2 separate regions of the Gossypium arboreum genome follow, and region 2 is linked to region 1. Evidence: chromatin contacts called from public Hi-C data. All regions are on one chromosome and are shown on one strand. Each heading gives the region's core, a stretch centred on a gene start, on an enhancer-like site or on the middle of the called end of the contact. The rest is flanking DNA. Distances are from core to core; before and after follow the strand shown.

What was found. A called contact is a pair of places that touch in the nucleus more often than the background predicts.
Region 2: a contact with region 1 is called in a Hi-C map of leaf, with 4 times the contacts expected there. The contact joins the promoter of LOC108465825 here to the promoter of LOC108480875 in region 1. A contact is called at or near these places in 2 of 5 Hi-C or Micro-C datasets (both in leaf).

The regions. Positions count from the first base shown.
Region 1 is chr8:18,579,775-18,583,389 of ASM2569848v2, forward strand. LOC108480875 (protein MODIFYING WALL LIGNIN-2-like) reads right to left here and starts at 1,368. Exons shown (of 3, transcript XM_017784002.2): 1 at 882-1,368; 2 at 607-806. The coding sequence starts at 986.
Region 2 is chr8:19,074,915-19,078,727 of ASM2569848v2, forward strand. LOC108465825 reads left to right here and starts at 2,113. Exons shown (of 1, transcript XM_017766203.2): 1 at 2,113-3,184. The coding sequence starts at 2,360. The coding sequence ends at 2,968.

The DNA of each region.
Region 1 (3,615 bases), core at 118-2,617:
CATCCAGTCGTTGAATGATCTGATCTGGGGGGAGTGGGATATAGAAAGGGGTATATTTCCAGCTGTCCACCCATTTTCTACAACTAGTTTGTCTCCAATCTCCTTCATATCTATCCCTTAAAAACCCTTAAAAATTCTAGATTCTGATCTACTCTACCCAATCAAATTAACCCACTTGTAGCTCCATTGGAAAATTCGTTACTTGGACCTTTTTCTGCTGACCAGGAATTCTAGAAATATTGAAAGGAAGGAAGAAAACAATAAAAGAAAATGAAGGTTTTTCATTTATGATTAGGAAAATGATACTGTCTAAGAAGCCGCCTTCTAATCCGGGATTAAAGTTAATAAAATTTTTAGATTAATTATTAGGCTTCCTCCGGTACATACCTTAAAAAATAGAAAAAATGTTAATTTTTAAAAAGGTCAAAAATACATTTGTAGCTAAAATTGCAATTATAGAAGGTGTTCCCCGGTCGGGTCCACTTAAATACAGTTGTACAAGCAGTAGTAGTAGTGGCCTAATTTTGTGTTAACATGGCTGGCATAGGCAATCCACATAACTGGTGGCATCAATATAATCAATACACATGCAGTGCAACACCTTACCAGGAAAACGCCAGCAAAATTGCAGTAAGAGTTGGTTTTTTAGGCTTTCTTGTGTTTGCACTCCACCAGTAACTTGCACAGAGTAGTACGTTCCCTATGATTTGAGCGGTGCAGAGAGAGACTGATGCAGCCACACCCAGTTCAAAGGCATCACTCTTTCCAGGCAAGAAACACATCTTTCCATCCAACTTCAAATCAACCTTCTGGAGAATTAAACCAACTAAAAACCCTTATCAACTAATAATAGCAAGGAATGAATTAATTTATATACATACCTTGGATCTCTTTGCCTCAGCAACCAGACATGCGGCGAAGGAGACAAGGCCGAGGGAGGCAAGGACAGAGAACATTAAGACGCAACCAAGTGGTTGTTTTCCCATATCGCAGGTGGCCGCTTTGTGTTGGGAAGTTGGAAGTTAGTGAAGAGAAGAGGTGGTGGCGGTGATCAAATATCCAGCTCCTGTTTCTGTGCGGTGGGGTGGGGGTGGGAGCGAGCTTTCTTGGGGTTCTTACAAACAACTGTTTCATTGACATTGCTTGTAAGGAGAGAAACCATGCATGTCTCTGTCGCTGTCCCTGTCCCTAGTTGGAAGTTGTTTAGATTATATGGGAAGTTTTTGGATGGGTGAAATCTGAACCAACACTTTCTTATTAAATTCCACCACCTCAAGAGTGAGCATTAAGTTACCACCGAGTATAACTGGCACTTTCTTCTCCTTCTTTTTCTTGCTATATTCTGCAATGGCGAATTGGCTGTTAGACTTTGATTTATTTTAAATGGGCATTGTAAGTAGAATAGAATAAATGAATGATAATATATATAATAGCATCTTATTTGATAATAATTCCTAAGCTCATATTTTTAATAAAATTATTTTAGAAAGTATAATTATATAGTGATCGTGGAATAAAAGAAAATTCTGTAACATGTAATTCATTTTTAATATAATTAAAACACTATGATGGGTAAATAGAATAATAATCGTTTTGAAAATCTAGACTATTTTAAATAATTGATTATTTCTATTTAAATTTTAAATTTTTATATTTATAAATCATCCGGGAGCTCGCCTTGGAAATTAAGGACCTCTGCCTTAAGAACGGGCCTCTTAGCCTAGCTAAGATAATATTGAGTTGATTAACTATTAATAAACATTAAAATGATTTCTTAAAGTAGGGAATGTTTTTATCTTTTCATATTCTATATAAAATTTATAAAATACAATTTAGACTGAATAAAAAAAAAACTCACAATAATACAATTTAACCATGACACTAAAATTTTCAAAACCTTAAACTTTATTATACTTTTATAGGGATAAATATTAAAATTATATATGAACTATAATTTAATTGTAATTGTATACTTGAACTTTGATTTTGTGCAATTTTATACATAAAATTTGATTTGATTCAATTCTTGTAAATTATTAACACAATTATGGATATAACATCGTTTTTGTTTATATACCGCATGCATAAATAATTATAGTTATTTAATATAAAATAAATTAATAAATTTATTTCTTTAAATGTGTATGATTTAATCAAAATTAAAATTTTAAGCATAAACATTTTATCCATTGCCTTTCTCGCCTTTCTCCATTTTTATCCATTGCGTTTTTCCCTTTTTATCTCATCTAAAGCATAAACATTTTACTTGAAAAACCTTAAATAAAAATAAGAAATAACAATCCATAACCTAAATCCCCATAAACCACACACTAACGATCATTTACTTCAAAACCAAATGCAATAAAATCCGACATTCATTCATTATACTTAAAGTGTTCAATACTAAATGAAAATTTAAGTGTAAGGCATAGAAAGATATTTACCATAAGTTTGCCCAAATACAAACATGGCTGATGAATGTACATGTTACTCAATTTGTCATAATTCTATATTATTATTAGCTAGTTGATGGAGTTTTTTTCTTTTTTTTTTTTGTTTACGGATTTAAGAGTAAAATCCTATGAGACTAGTAGTCTTGAAAATACGATCACATTGCGAGTTACCATATCCTTAACAGGAACATGTTTAATAGGAATTTATAAGGGTTGGGTGCAAACATCAATAAGAGGATACATTCCTTAACCCAATTACCCTTATAAAAATCTACATTCATGCCATTCCTTACATTCTAGATAAAACCATCACAAATCCTACGCCAAATACCACAAATTCCTTTCCATAACCATGACACATTACCCATATATAAGGATGTAGGTAGATTTCCCCTCAATTTATATTTGGTTCTGAAAACCTAAACCCATAACTAATTAGGTTTCTTGATAAGAGTAAAACCAATTTTTACGAGGAAAGCATCATTTGGACAATCAAGCTTGTTAAAGCTAAGGCTGCCACGTTTTGGAACTTTGCAGAGATCATTCCACTTGAAAAGATTTATCCCTTTCTTCTCCTCAATGTGTCCCTACACAGAGTTACAAATAATTTTATCAATTTAAAAGCAAACTCCCTTTGGAATAACATTCTATTGCATTATATAATTATGGATAGTTACTAACATTGCTTTGCCAATAATCGCCTCTGAACGTACTAACATCTAGAGTAGAAATCCTATACAAAAGATACAAAAGGCGGCATCCGCAAGTGTACGATTTAGGTTGTAATATAGTTACAACGGAGTAGGTGAGTACTGTAAGGATTGTACCCAAGGGAGCCTAAACATGAATAGATTTAATTAGTACTTTAATTGGATTATATTATGAAGAATAAAAAGAACGGTTTTGGTAAACTATATTAATAATAATAAAAGAAAATAAAGAAATAAATAAAACACGAGAAATCAAAAAGTAAAATATATCAAATCTGGTCATGGGTGATTAGCTTGCTTCGGTAGTCATAATCAACTGTCACTTCAGGTTTTCTCATTTAATCAACTAGTTGATATCCTAGAAGATCTTCTGGTCTTCTACTAGAATAATGAGTCGGCAATAAATATTTATCTCTTGACCTCACAGTCCAGACCGATTTAGGGTTAAGGTG
Region 2 (3,813 bases), core at 863-3,362, 500 kb after region 1:
GGTTTTGTTTCAATTTTTAATTTATAAATTCATATAATTCAAAATTTAGTTTTAGGAATTTAATTTTTAATTTTAATACGATTAAAATTATTTTGATAAATTTAAGTTCATTACAAGTCATATTTTTTAGTTACACGACTATCAAGTAAGTATTTTTTACAAACCAACAAATTAAAAAATTAATTTTAATTCTTTAAAAGTTAATTATAATCTCATTGGCTAGAGAACACTTTCATGCTCATACCTACAATATAAATACGTGACAATTTCTTCAATATTTTCATTAAAAGTTAATCTTAATATCACATTGACTAGATAGCTCACTTCTTCACTATTTATAAATAAGAGTAGTGGTAATTATAATACAATATTAATACTACTCACATAGTTCACTTCTTTACTATTTATAAATCTGAATGGCGGTGATTATAATGCAATACTAATACTAAGATTCTATACTAGTACTTGATTTTGCAAATAAATTATGGTGATTCTAATAGAGTGCACTTAAAGTTTACAAATAGTTATTTTTATTTAAAGAATTAAAAATAATAATAAGACATGTAGTAAAATTTTAGCCCTGCTTATGGAATAAAAATTTTAACCACTCATGTATCAAATAATTACCTTATAAAAAATATAAATTAATTAAATATATCTTTTAATTTAAATACAATAAACTCATACATCTCTAATTAACAATATTATTAATTAAAAGCACATGGATTGTTTTATAATTATAATCAATATTACCATTTATACATATTAAATTGTTCAAATTTATTTATTAAATAATTTATTATTAAATTCAAATTTTGATAGATTTTCATAACTTTTAGGATTATAATTAATTTATACACTTTGTAATCTCCTGCATGCACTAGTGTATATATATATTCTATGGTGAAAGTATTATAAAACTCTTTGTACTATACCTTAGATTGTATTTTAGTCTTTTATTGAAAAATATGTAAATTAGTCTTTATATGTTAGATTAGTAGACAAAACAATCCATTCGTCAAAATTTGGTGTTTATACATAAGGTATAATAACAAATTAGCTCTCAACCTCTACACATTTATTGAATTTGACCCATACTCTTTTCTTGAAAGTAAGGTAGAAAATTTTGAAACTAATAAGACTAAAAGATCAAAAAGGCCTTAGTAAGAAATTTAAAAATTAAGTCTTTTAAAATTTAAAAATTATTAAAAATCATAAAATTTTAAAAATATTTATAAAAAATTTAATAAATTATATAAATTTTATTAAAAGATAACGATACCGATCCTTATAAGATTTAAAAAAAAAATTGAACGTATTCTTCACAATTTTCATGTATCTTACTCTGATTTGAAGCTACGCTTGCAAAGCGAGAGACATTTAGATCCTCTGTTTTGCAAATTGCATTTGTTTAAGTTTGCATGGTTTTGGGCCAATGCCTACATCCTTTATTCAAAAATAATATATAAATCTAAAACCAATTATAAATTTATAAAAATATATAAATATAAAAATTAGAAATTTATAATATATATATATATATATATATAAATCGATAAAATTCCTAAAAGAACCACATCTAAATTCATTCTGCATTTTATATTTTCCTATTAAGTTATATGTTTTTTTTTATATTTTCTGAATTTCAAAATAATAACATTAAAAACTAAAAATATATAAAATTAATAATAAAAATTGCATCTTGAACGAGTCTAGGTTGATTCTTGATATGAAAAAATATATACTTTTTGACCTTTTAGCCTTATTAGTTTCAAAAGTTATAATTTACTTTCAATAAAAAAATAGAGGTCAAATTGAATAAACGTGTAAAGATTGAGGGTTAAATTTGTTATTATACCTTATATATAAACAACAAATCTAAACGAAGGGATTATTTTTTCCACTAATCTAATATATAAGAACTAATTTACTTATTTTTCAATAGAAAAATTAAAATGCAATCTAGAGTATTGTAAAGTATAGTAAGAGGGTTTTGTGGTCTAGATAAATGGATGGATGTGGATGGTGCAATACTGCGTCAAGATATATAAAGGCAAGCCCTTGTTTGCGTGGCGGAGCTACAGCTATTTAGTTTTGACTTTATAAGAGATAAAGTGACCTTAGATTCCTTAATAGAGTGGTTATTGCTATTAGAGTATACACGCTTTAGATGTAGGAAAGGAAGATACTTCCCTGCCAATTAGAGCTAATTTATATCTTGCCAATCTTGAGACGCCTAAAACAGAGCATCCATACCCCTCCCAGTATATTACTTCAATTGTGTTCCTAAAACCATAACTTAAAGAAGAAAAATCCTCCGAATGTTGACACTGATTGATGATCAGACACTCCCAACCAAATGGCCCCAAAATCAAAGTTCTCAACTAGTCGGGAACGAGCAACCCATCCGCTGGTGTGGTGTGGTGCTATCATCTGCACCATCTTGACCATAGCAGTCATCATAGGAGGCATCGTTACCTTCATAGGATACTTAGTTATACATCCCAGGGTGCCGTACGTCAGCGTCATGGATGCTTACCTTGACCATATCCAGATTGATTATGCGGGTATTCTGGAAATTCAGGTAACCATACTAATTCGAGCCAAGAATGGGAACGAAAAGGCGCATGCAAGCTTCTCGGATTCGAGTTACAGCCTAAGCTTGAATAGGGAAGTGGTAGCGCAGCTGGTCGCACCACCCTTTGAAGTAGGTAAGAACAGTTCGGTTGATTTTAATTATGTAGTGCCATCTTCACCCATACCCTTAAGACCAGATCAAGCAGAGGATGTGGACGCGGGTTTGAAGAAAGATTTGATTATATTCGATTTGAAAGGCAGTAGCAGGGTGAGATGGCGAATAGGGAGCCTGGGTTCAGTTAGGTACTTGTGTCGTCTCGACTGCCAGTTGCGTTTCCATCCTTTGAATGGAACTTACATTCCTTCGCGCTGTAGTTCCAAGGCCAAATAATTTCCTCCTTTTTTTTTTTGTTCTATATACATACATCTACATTGAATAGTGAAGCCTTTCCATTTTCTTTTGTATGCTCTGTTCTGTACATGCACCAAAGCAACGACAAAAGTTGTTTAATTAGGTATGTTTCTTAGGTAACACTAGATTGAATGCTTATATGTAAGACAATCAACTCCAGAAAAACAAATAAAATCAATGTGGAATTCTTGTTCATCCTCATGTGAGACTGAAGAGAGATGATATTAACAGCTTTGTAACAGAGAGTGGCTAGTCCGATTCAATCATGTTTACAAGGTTGCCGATGATTTTTGAATCAAAAAATTTACACATCCACTTCTTAGTAAACCACCTGGGTAATGTTTCTTATAGTAATGCCAATGTTGACTGATTTGTAGTTTTGTAGGGCTCAGCCCCTCTCCTTTTGACTTCAAAAAGAAAGAAAGAAATTCAATAGATAGTTTAAAAATGATAAAAGTTAAAAGAAAAAACAAATGATTTATTGTGAAATTATATATTATCAAAGATTTGAAAATTAAATTTACTTAATTTCATTTTTAGGAACATTTAACAAAGAAAGGCCATTCCCTATTTTATTTACGGAAATTGGTCACTTTATTTATTATTTACCGGAATGGGCCAAAAATATAAAAACACGTCCACGTAAAAGTGTTTTAAGGGGAAATTTCAGAAAGAGCGACCTTGAGGGAGCGCTTTTTCCATGTCAGCAAAAAATGCACTGACGTGGACGCGCTTTGCTGACATGGCAAAAGCGCTCCTTCAAGGACACACTTTAGCCTGTGTTTTTCTAAGGTTAAAGCTATTTGTATTTTAGTGCCTAAGGT